Regions from separate parts of the Rattus norvegicus genome. Here region 1 is linked to region 2. The links are chromatin contacts, called in public Hi-C maps. All regions are on one chromosome and are shown on one strand. The core of a region is the stretch at or near the end of the contact, and the rest is flanking DNA. Distances in the headings are between cores, read along the strand shown. Region 1 has its middle 370 kb from the start of Ets1. Region 2 holds the start of Ets1 (ETS proto-oncogene 1, transcription factor).

Region 1 (4,799 bases), core at 935-3,434, 370 kb after region 2:
ATGAAGCTGCATAAAACAGTTGAAACCTATGGCTAGGAATCTATTACCAAATTGCTTTTCTCATGTATGTGATCACTTGTAATCTGATTATATATTTCTCTGGTGATCTCCAAACATTCAGATTTGAATTAAGGTCCTTACTGACTAACTTTTCTTGAGATTGGAGACTGTCAAGACTCTAACTGAGGTAAAGAACTTTGCTACTAGAGAGATCACAACCAAAAACCCTGAATTGGCTCTTGATCATCTTGCCAGTGAGGGGGACTATGTTGAATTTGAGCAGTGTTACAGCGACACCTGCTGGAATTTCACTAACTAGCAAGTGCAATTCAAGCAGATCAGAATTCTGTGAATTCACATAAGGGGAAATCTAAAATCTCATACATATGAGAAATAAAATAATTTTTTGATGGAAAAATTCCAAACAGTTATCTCACTTTCAGTATATGAAATGTGGCTTTTCCTGAGGTAAGAAGACTTAACATCGAACAAAGTAGAATCATGGTAATTTTGATACGCAATCACATCAGAGTCTGTAAATCGGAGGGCATTTACAGAAGCATCTGAAGAACATTTTTCAATCATTTTTTTGGCTCAAAAATAAATGTCAAATTCTCACTTCACTGAGGCTTCTTGCGAGGGTGCTCACTTTAAGAATTCACACAGAATATGGTCTCAACTTCTCTTCTCTCTCTTCTTTCTCCTTTTCTCTTTAAGAGCATTCTATTCTATCCTACTGTTCTCAAAGCTCCCACATGCACAGGGCAAGCTGCAGTACAGAGCAGCAATACCATGCATCTCTGAAGAGCTTTGCACATGAGCTGAAACCCGTATTTCAGATCAGTCTGAAAGCCATCAGATTCAAGCTGTTACATTTTCTGAACACAAAACTCCGGACATGTTTTATTCATTATCTGTTCTCGTCTTTGAGGCAAACACCTACAACTCATTTTGAGGTCAGGAGATAACCAAGAAGTCTCAACCCATCATTTCTCGGTCTTTCATTATTGTTTGTTTGGATTTATGCTTTGGTCAGGAATCTCTGAGATGTAATGTTCATTACCTCATAGCCACTTTAAACAGTAGGCCCATGAGGGCACCCTCCCTATTGACATTTGAAACATTGGAACTCTCACTTGTTTGCTTTTAGTTGTATGATATGAGGTGCAAACCATTCTTCAGTTTACAGAGGGAAAGAGGCAGAGAAACCTAGACATGTGGTGTGAAACAGCAGGCTATTGCCCTGCTCACTGCTCCAGAGTCTGTAGTCCACCTCCACAGGATCCTGATTTCCCTGATGCTAAGGAATAAGAAGGCATCACTCTGACTCCCAAGGTGAAAGCCTTAAGTCTGAATCTTTTGCTGATTCCCAGGTAGTTTTGGACAGTGTTTGCCCCTCCTTGTTTTATATTACTTTTGAAGGAAGATAATGTCTTTTAATTTCTGTTTAAAAAGAATTTCATCTGAGTATAGTGTTTAGTACTCTCAGAGTGTGCACAACTCTATCCTACCATGTTCCATCTAAAGCTATGGCCTTTTTTACTTTTCTTTAAACATACACATGTATTTCAAAAGAATACATGTACACACATAGCCCAGTGATTACACTTAGTATAGTGCTGTTCTCATATATATGGTTTTAGGGCTAACCACTTTGCATTGATAACCAACTGTGGGGTTCAATCCAGGGAAGATTTACTCTCCCTCTCTTCCATGGTCATTGCCTGTAGGTCATTTAGGAGTGGGACCTTGTGAAACTTCTCTCATCCACATAGCATATCAGCTATTGTTATCCCTGTGCTGGTTAACTTCAGGCAGCTACAATACTGAGATTTTGTGGGTGCAGGTTTCCTGTCATATAGAGAAGACATACTATCTCTATATCAGGGTCTCTGGTACTTACAGTCTTTCTACTTGGTCTTTTAAAATGTTTGCTTAACCTCAGAGGTAGGGATTGTGTTGTGGACGTATCAGTTGGTACTGAGTAAGTACCACACCATCATTTGTTCCCTGTGTCTTGACCAGTTGTGGCTTACTGTCATGATATTCATGTGCTATCAACAGAAGCATCTTTGATGAGGGATGAAAGCTACAGTTATTAGGTTGGATGGGTGCAAAGATGTGTGTCCTAGGCTAGGCCAGACTGGACCTGGGCACAAGATGAATGCACCAGACAGAACCTAGAGGTTGGATGTGGTACAAGCTTAAGTCAAGCTAGTTGACTGGATTTGGCAATGCACAGGATGTGTGATCAAAGATCATTCTAAATTGATTTCATATATTTGCACTTCCCAGTCTTGGGTATTTACTCTTGAAGGAAGATACTTAATTTTTAACTATGGGTTATATATTTACCTCTGTTATACAGTCTTCGGAGTAAAAATTATGGGTAAATGTATTCTAAAGATGTATGACCACAGCCAGAATACAGCAAATACATAGGCGAATGCCAGCAGCAAACCACTGATCTGAGAATGGGACCCCCGTTGAAGGAATCAAAGAAAGGACTGGAAGAGCTTGAAGGGGCTTGAGATCCCATATGAACAACAATGCCAACCAACCAGAGCTTCCAGGGACTAAGCCACTACCCAAAGACTATACATGGACTGACCCTGGACTCTGACCTCATAGGTAGCAATGAACAGCCTAGTAAGAGCACCAGTGGAAGGGGAAGCCCTTGGTCCTGCCAAGACTGAACCCCCAGTGAACGTGATTATTGGGGGAAGGATGGTATTGGGAGGAGGATTGGGAGGGGAACACCCATATAGAAGGGGAGTGGGAGGGGTTAGAGGATGTTGGCCCGGAAACCGGGAAGGGGAATAACAATTGAAATATAAATAAGAAATACTCAAGTTAATAAAGATAGAAAAAAAAAAGATGTATGACATGGTAAATCAGGGATACAAGAGAAATACTGTTGTCTTAGATCAATGGAGCTCACTCCAGGATCCTCACACATATCCAAATCAAAGGATGATCAAGTCCATAACAGAAAATAGTACAATATATTATATAAATATATAATATATGGCCTTCATTAGCTTCATCTGTACTCTAAAACTTCTCTAGATTATTTAAAAGAACTAATGTAGTATAAATGCTATATAAACAGATGTGGCACTATACATTTTAGGGAGAAACAAAGATGCTATAGATGATGACTCCAGACACATGACTCTTTGAATATTTTCTGTCCATGTTGGTTGAACTGTCTAATGTGAAACCAGCAGATGTAGAATTTAGACTTTATACTACAAGTGTTCTGATTCCTATGCTACTGAAACAGGCAAAATGCTGTTCCTAAGAATTTTCCTTTACTTAAAAATGTTCAATAATTTTATGAAAAAAAAATAACGTAGACAATGAAGGGCTGGAAGGAAATGGAACTGGTTTATAGTTGGCAAGAATATGCCACTGATGTTATCGTAGGCTTCCACACGTGCCACCCTTCTATTCTGTGACATGCTCCTTTAACCTACTGAACATGTAAATACGAAGAAGATGAACTTGGAGAGTTACGGCCTAGAATTGCAAGGAGAACTTTTGTGGCAAGGCAGTGCCAATGATCAACAACGATCACCCCATAAAATATCAAATTGTAAAACATTGATTTATACATCACCTGGCCAGTCAGCAAATACCCTGGAGCCCAAGTACAGGCCTCTTAAAGGGTATATCATTTTAGAATATACCAAAGCACTTAAGAATTTTTCACATGGCGTACCGGGATGGAAACAGAGATAAGTGGGAGTAGAAAGTTACTTTTACTTTAATTTCCATTCTGGATGCTATCAGTTGCCTCCTCGTCACCTACTTGAGGATTTAAACCTTACATCCGGTTTCATACAACACCAAATTATGACTAAGCTGAGAGGGTCAATGGCTTGGTAGAAATTCATGAGAGCATATGTTTAGACTTTATGTTCAACATTATGATATATACACTCTGTTGACTGATAATTTATAGCCTCCAGGGTGCAGGAAGTAGTTCCTTGGTGCATGCGCACGTGTGTGCGCACGCACACACACACACACACACACAACGCACACACGCACACAAGCACTCACATACACGCACATATAGTTATATGGTTATATAGTTATATAATGTAATTTATATAGTTAGCCTATGGATATGCCTGTCAAGGCCAGAAGTCAACCTCAGGTGATAGTCTTACCTTCTGTCTTGTTTGACACAACCTTTTCATTGTTCATTACTGTTACTGTGTACATAAGATCAACTGGCCCATGCTATAGCTTCCAGAGAATTTTTGGTCTCTACCGGCATCTCACAAAAGGGGTGTTAAGATTATAGACTCACACCAACATGCCAGGCTATATTGGGTTCTGGAGACTTGATCTCAGGTCTTTGTTTGCATAACAAGCCCTTTACCAACTGAACCAAAGCTTAAAAGAGAACTCTTGGTTGTGCTACTCAAGGATTGGCAGGGAGGGGTTTGATTATCAAAATATGTCCATTCTACAAAAGCCCAACAATAAGACTTTAAAGAGGAGCTCCTGTCAGGGACTGGAAACACTGTGGCTGGAGTCAGTGGCACGGGCACTCATGCTCACGGTTAGGTGTCTGGTGACTCGCAGCATTGACTTTTTGGCCGGTGAGCATCCTAACCCTGCACCTAGCCTTTCCTCCTGCCTCCTTTTAAATTTACTGTTCTAATCATGGGGCACAACAGGAACCAAGTTGTCAGAGGACAGTGCTTTGACAGTAAGATAGCCACTGGCTTTGGAAACAGTGTTCCAGTTTCCCTGAGACTTCTTCTTTGGCAGCAGGAGACCAG
Region 2 (5,092 bases), core at 2,590-5,089:
AGCCTTAAAGTGATCTCTCCCATATTCTCTTGAATTCTGGATCCTAAAGACAATCATAATCCTTAGCTGTTAATTGGACACATTCCTACACTAGACATTCTGCTAAAACTGTGTATGCGTTGCCTCACTTAACCATGCTGATCATCTTGAAACATGGGTTTTGCCTGCTTCAAACACGGGGAACCCGGTTTCAGGATTAAGTGATTTACCAGTCATAATTTAGCAGATTAAGTTGGTTAAGTAAAAAATTCAATTCTTACTTCTGAACCCATACTCCTCACTGTCTCCATTATTACAGAGCTTTCTGGGCCAAATAGACCTTCAAGTCCTCCCACCCTCCTCCCTTTCTCCCCAACTTCAGCTCTCTTACGGCCCATTGTGTATTGTTCTCTTCGAACAATAGCTAATGAGTCTATTACATGCTAGGAAGATCCAGGGGGTGGCTTTATTCCCTGGAGCAGAGATGAGGTTGTGACACCAAAAAGGTTAAATGGCTTTGGGGTGGTCACAGAGCCAGCCTTCAGTCATCAACACCACCTTCTGAGCGCCTGGCTTTCTGGCTCAGCTTCTAAACTGACCCTAAGGCCGTTTGGAATTACAGTTTAAGTAATAGTTATTTTAATTTCCCTCCTATCTCCGATTTTCAATTTTATTTCTGCTCGGTGCCGATAGATAGATACTGAGGCCCTGGGTATTTTTCTTACCCCTGTGCTTTTGCACTAAACTTAACAGATAGAAACTTCTTGGTATAGAGTTCAGGTTTTGAAGTGTTTTTCAGAGTATGATAGGGACTGTAGGTTTTTTTCTCACACCGAAAGGGGACCACAAGTGCAGCTTAAACAGGTTGTTAACTGAGAGCTTGAGAGCTTTTCGTTTTTTTTTTTTTTTTTTGATCTTACATTTGTACCAGTAAGTTAACATCTGTGAGTCACGAGCTTGCTTGGCATCAGTCGTTAGTGGTCTGAGTGTTTTTGTGCCTACCGTCGATAAGGCCTATTTTTAAAGGTTTGAAATGCAGAGAATTCTAGAATTTCTGAAGAGGACGCTTGGGTCTTCCATGATCCTCTGAAATTATGTGTAGTTTTATACACTTGATGAGTTCCGAGCAGGACTGAGGGAAGAACAAAGGGAGATTATTATTTTTTGTAATGTGTTCCTGGTGGTGAAGGAAATCCCTGTATGAAGGTGGTTCTTGTCCTGATGCCATTCGTGCCTTTCGGGACTCGAGATCCGTGTTCTGCAAGGTCTCCCAACCCATGATCAGATATAATTAACTAGAGCCTAAGGACTACTAAAAAGATACAAATCTGTTTTCTCCCAGTTGAAAGCAAACTCTCTCCCTCCCCGCCCCCACTGCCAAGCGCCTTAAAAACTGTCAATCTTGAAATGGTGTGCTCAGGTATATGAAAGGCAAAACTTTCTGGCTGGTAGGTAAGGTGGTGAACCATCTATGAAAGGAAGTGGTGGGGACAGGAGTTCTAGTTTACCATAAGGAACAAAGGGGACCACAGATACACAAAGGGCGGCTCTCACTGCAGAGTTACTGACACCTCTTAGGTCACTGTCCCTTACAGGCTATATACCAGTAGAAGCCCAGAGCAACCAGTAAGCTGATAGTGCTTCACTCAACAAATAGTTATTGCACGTCTGGAATGCCCTGTGCTTGGGGCAAAGCATATAATCTTTTTTGATAGGTTAAAAAAACATAGTAACGTTTTTAAACTCTGCAAGAATGTCTGGGGAAATCCACTTGTGTTTTTAAAGTGAATGCAAAATCCACTTGTCAAATGTATAGGTAAAAAACGTAGTAACGGTTTTTAAACTCTGCAAGAATGCCTGGGGGAAGTCCACTTGTGTTATAAAGAGAATGCAAATTCTACTTGTCAAACATTAACTAAGTGAGCGACAGACAGTCCTGATCGGAGGATTGGTGTCCTCAAAATGTATACATATCTTAATCGGATCTCTCTTAGTGCTTCTCATCCTACGGGGAGTTTCAACCAGATCCTGCTGCACACATGGGACCTCAGGTGTTTCGAATATTTGCCATCAGAATTGTCCCAATCACATCCTCTGATTTGGACATTAGAACATTTTGAGCTTCTGCACTCCAGGACACGGTTAGGAACAGGAAGACCAACATTTGATGGTCATCGTGGAAGCATGACAATGAACACGTTCACTCATTGCTGCCAGGGTAGAAAATGCTGGATTGTGGTGGGCTTCTTTTAGTGTCCCACATGCTTGCATGTCAATGGTCGTGGAACTAAGCACTAGTTTAGTGGAGAAAGAGGCCGAGGGGAGGGGGGTGAGGGAGGAGGAAATCTGAGGAAACCGCTTTTGCAAACAGTTGAAAACTCTCCAGCGTTTTCATGAGACTACAACATCAAAATGAAAATTCCCCAAAGAGACTGTTTAGTTTGTCCAATTCTACAGACATGATAGTCCAAAATTCTTTTCCTTGCTGCTTATTTGGGCGTGTGAACGTACAGTTCATTCATCAGCTGGTTCCTTAAGCTTTTCCCAGGCTCTGAAGTGTCTGTTCTTGTCATTTGGAGGTCAGCATTGTTTTCTCATACCTTGCAGAAACACAGCTGGACAGCAACAGTCTGTTCTTTCAAAAAACCAAACCAAAACAAAACAAGGATTATCACATACACATATTTTCCTCTGGTCACCCAAGAAGGGTGGAGATGGGAGATGTGACCAAGACCCAGAGATTGACACTCTATTGCTGTCCCCACCCCACCCGCCTGATTTGTTTTGGGAATCCCGTACACTGCTAAGGCTCCAAGGGGCAAAACATGCTTAGCTAAAAGTCAGCAGGTGTGAATAAGTTTACTGGAGCAGAAGTTACAGTTGCAGGCAAGTGGTAGCAGTTCAACACATGCTTAGAAATCAGGAAACAGTACTAAGAATAGCTTTCCCTGAGGTCTCTCAGGACGATTTATTACGTTGTCTTTTATTCAAAGGTAGATGTCAATACCTTGCTGGCTTCAGCTACACTTACGGTACCATGCCTTGGAAGATTTGTTCATTTATACCAACTATCTCGATGTATAATGGCTATCAGCGGCAAATTATCTATCGGTTATTCTCACTCATCTTGATATATATATATATATATATATATATATATATATATATATATATATATATATAAACAGAATAATTAAAACACAGTTACAAGTTCTGGATTCCCTTGGCTAATCCAGGAGCTTTGGAACTTTGAGTCTTTGGGATCTTCAATAGGCATGGTTCTGAGCTAGTGAAGCCGATTGAGGTTTCTGTTCAGCAATGCTGTCCTTGCCTTGCCCATCCATTCCACGGGTGGGATTCTGAGTCACGTCTAGGCTGGAATCCTCGCAGGACCCCCCCCGCTGTGGAAGCCCCCCCGCACGCGCCCCTCGTTGCGCACCCACGCCTCATGTCCTGTGTGTCAAGCTTTGTGAATGAATGATGTACACGCACTTGGAAAACTATGCTGCTACTGGAGCGGGGCCGCAGCGGGTGACCAAGCCTCTAAGAATGCGTGCAGAATCAGACGGACTTTCCCGAGACTCTGCACGCCAGCGACCCGCTCGCCAGCCATTCTCCGGAGCGGTGGGCCGAGGCTCTGGCCCGGCGCGCGCAGAGTAGCTGGAGCGGCGCCGCCCCGCCAGGCTCGCCCGCCCTTCCTTTCGCTTTTGGAACGCGGGTGATGATTGGCTGCAGGCGCTAGGCCCCGCCCCGCCGCCCCATCCCCGCCGCCCGGTCGAGTGGGCAGGGCAGGCGCTGGGATCCTGGGCCTGGGCTCGGTGAGGAACGCCCTAAAGCGGAGGCGAGCCTCACTGCGCCAGCGCCGGCCAGCCGAGAGAGTGAGCGAGCGCCCGGGACAGAGGAGCGAGCGGGCGAGGCGCGGGCGAGGCTGGGACCCAAGCGCGCTCTCTGCTCCGCCAAGTGCCAACTTCGCGCCGACTGGCTGGGCGCGCACCTTTCTGCCGGGCGATCAGCGGGAATTTGAGATTTTAGGGCTGCGCTCTGTCCCCTTCCCCTGAGTTCAAAATCCCTATTAAAAAGCAAAACAACAGTTACAGCAAACTTGCTCTCATCCCGCCGGCCCCCTCAACTCCGGCACCATGAAGGCGGCCGTCGATCTCAAGCCGACTCTCACCATCATCAAGACAGAAAAAGTGGATTTGGAGCTTTTCCCATCCCCGGGTGAGTGGCGACAGTGAGGCCCCCACCCCAGCTCCGTGTCCCCTCTGGCCTGCGCTGCTCTCTCAGGAGCCCGGGATGTCTAGACCAGGAGACTGTTGGTGGCCTGAGACCCTTGGGTTTTTTGGGGGTGGTGGTGGTGGTCTATTTATTTTTACAGCTGCGTTTTTTGTGACTAATGGGAAAAAGCTTATAGAATTTCCAGTGCCCCAATTCCGGTGTTTCAATTTTCCCACATAAGCGAGAACCTTCTGGTAGTATTCCTTAATGTTAGCAAGGGGGCCTGACAGTGCCTCTCAGGTCACCCCCATGCCCCTCCCAACTGTGTCTCCCCAGTACTGGAGCTTGATGGGAGGGTCCTGTGGAGTGCTGAAAGGGTATTTGGCTAGCTGCCTGGCCTTCCAGCACTTGTATCCTGAGCTCCCCTGTCATAAGAACCTTAGAGTCTCACCCCTCTTTTCTAGGTTGAGGAGGAGGTAGTGGGAGGAGAAATAAAATGAATCTGTTTAAACTTTGGGAAAGTCTGATTCCTTCCCCGTTCAGTTTGGCTTCCCATACCAAAGGTCCTCGAAGAAGAAAAGCATCCACCAACCAGATGTGACTTAGTGTCTTTGGTTCATGGTTTCATTTAGCAGGCTTAAAGGATTTGAAGAGGAGAGGGAGAGAAAAGACATCGAATTTTGTCTTAGAAGGGAATTTTAGTGTTCCACAGATGGAGTCAACTCTTCAGGATTCCTGAAGCTAGCAGGGCGTCAGGGAGTGTGCCTACTTTTAGAAAGGAAACTGGTCTCAAGGAAAGGTGACTTGGGAGGTGAAAGGATGTAGAGAGATACAGGGAGAAGGGGATACGTTTTGGAAAATAATCAGCTGTCAAAGACACAGACCTCTGTTGGGT

The links. Hi-C and Micro-C count contacts between places; a contact is called where the count stands out from the background.
Region 1: a Hi-C map of liver shows a contact between it and region 2, with 3 times the contacts expected there. The contact joins the enhancer-like site here to the promoter of Ets1 in region 2. A contact is called at or near these places in 2 of 12 Hi-C or Micro-C datasets (hepatocytes and liver).

The regions. Positions count from the first base shown.
Region 1 is chr8:39,732,922-39,737,720 of GRCr8, forward strand. No RefSeq gene overlaps it. Among named protein-coding and RNA genes, the nearest start is that of Ets1, 370 kb to the left of the region's middle. Within about 2 kb of position 2,185, at least 1 of the 93 cell types and tissues checked has an H3K27ac peak or open chromatin away from gene starts, as enhancers often do. A contact at or near this core is called in liver, where this site is marked.
Region 2 is chr8:39,359,588-39,364,679 of GRCr8, forward strand. Ets1 (ETS proto-oncogene 1, transcription factor) reads left to right here and starts at 3,840. Exons shown (of 8, transcript NM_012555.2): 1 at 3,840-4,200. The coding sequence starts at 4,119.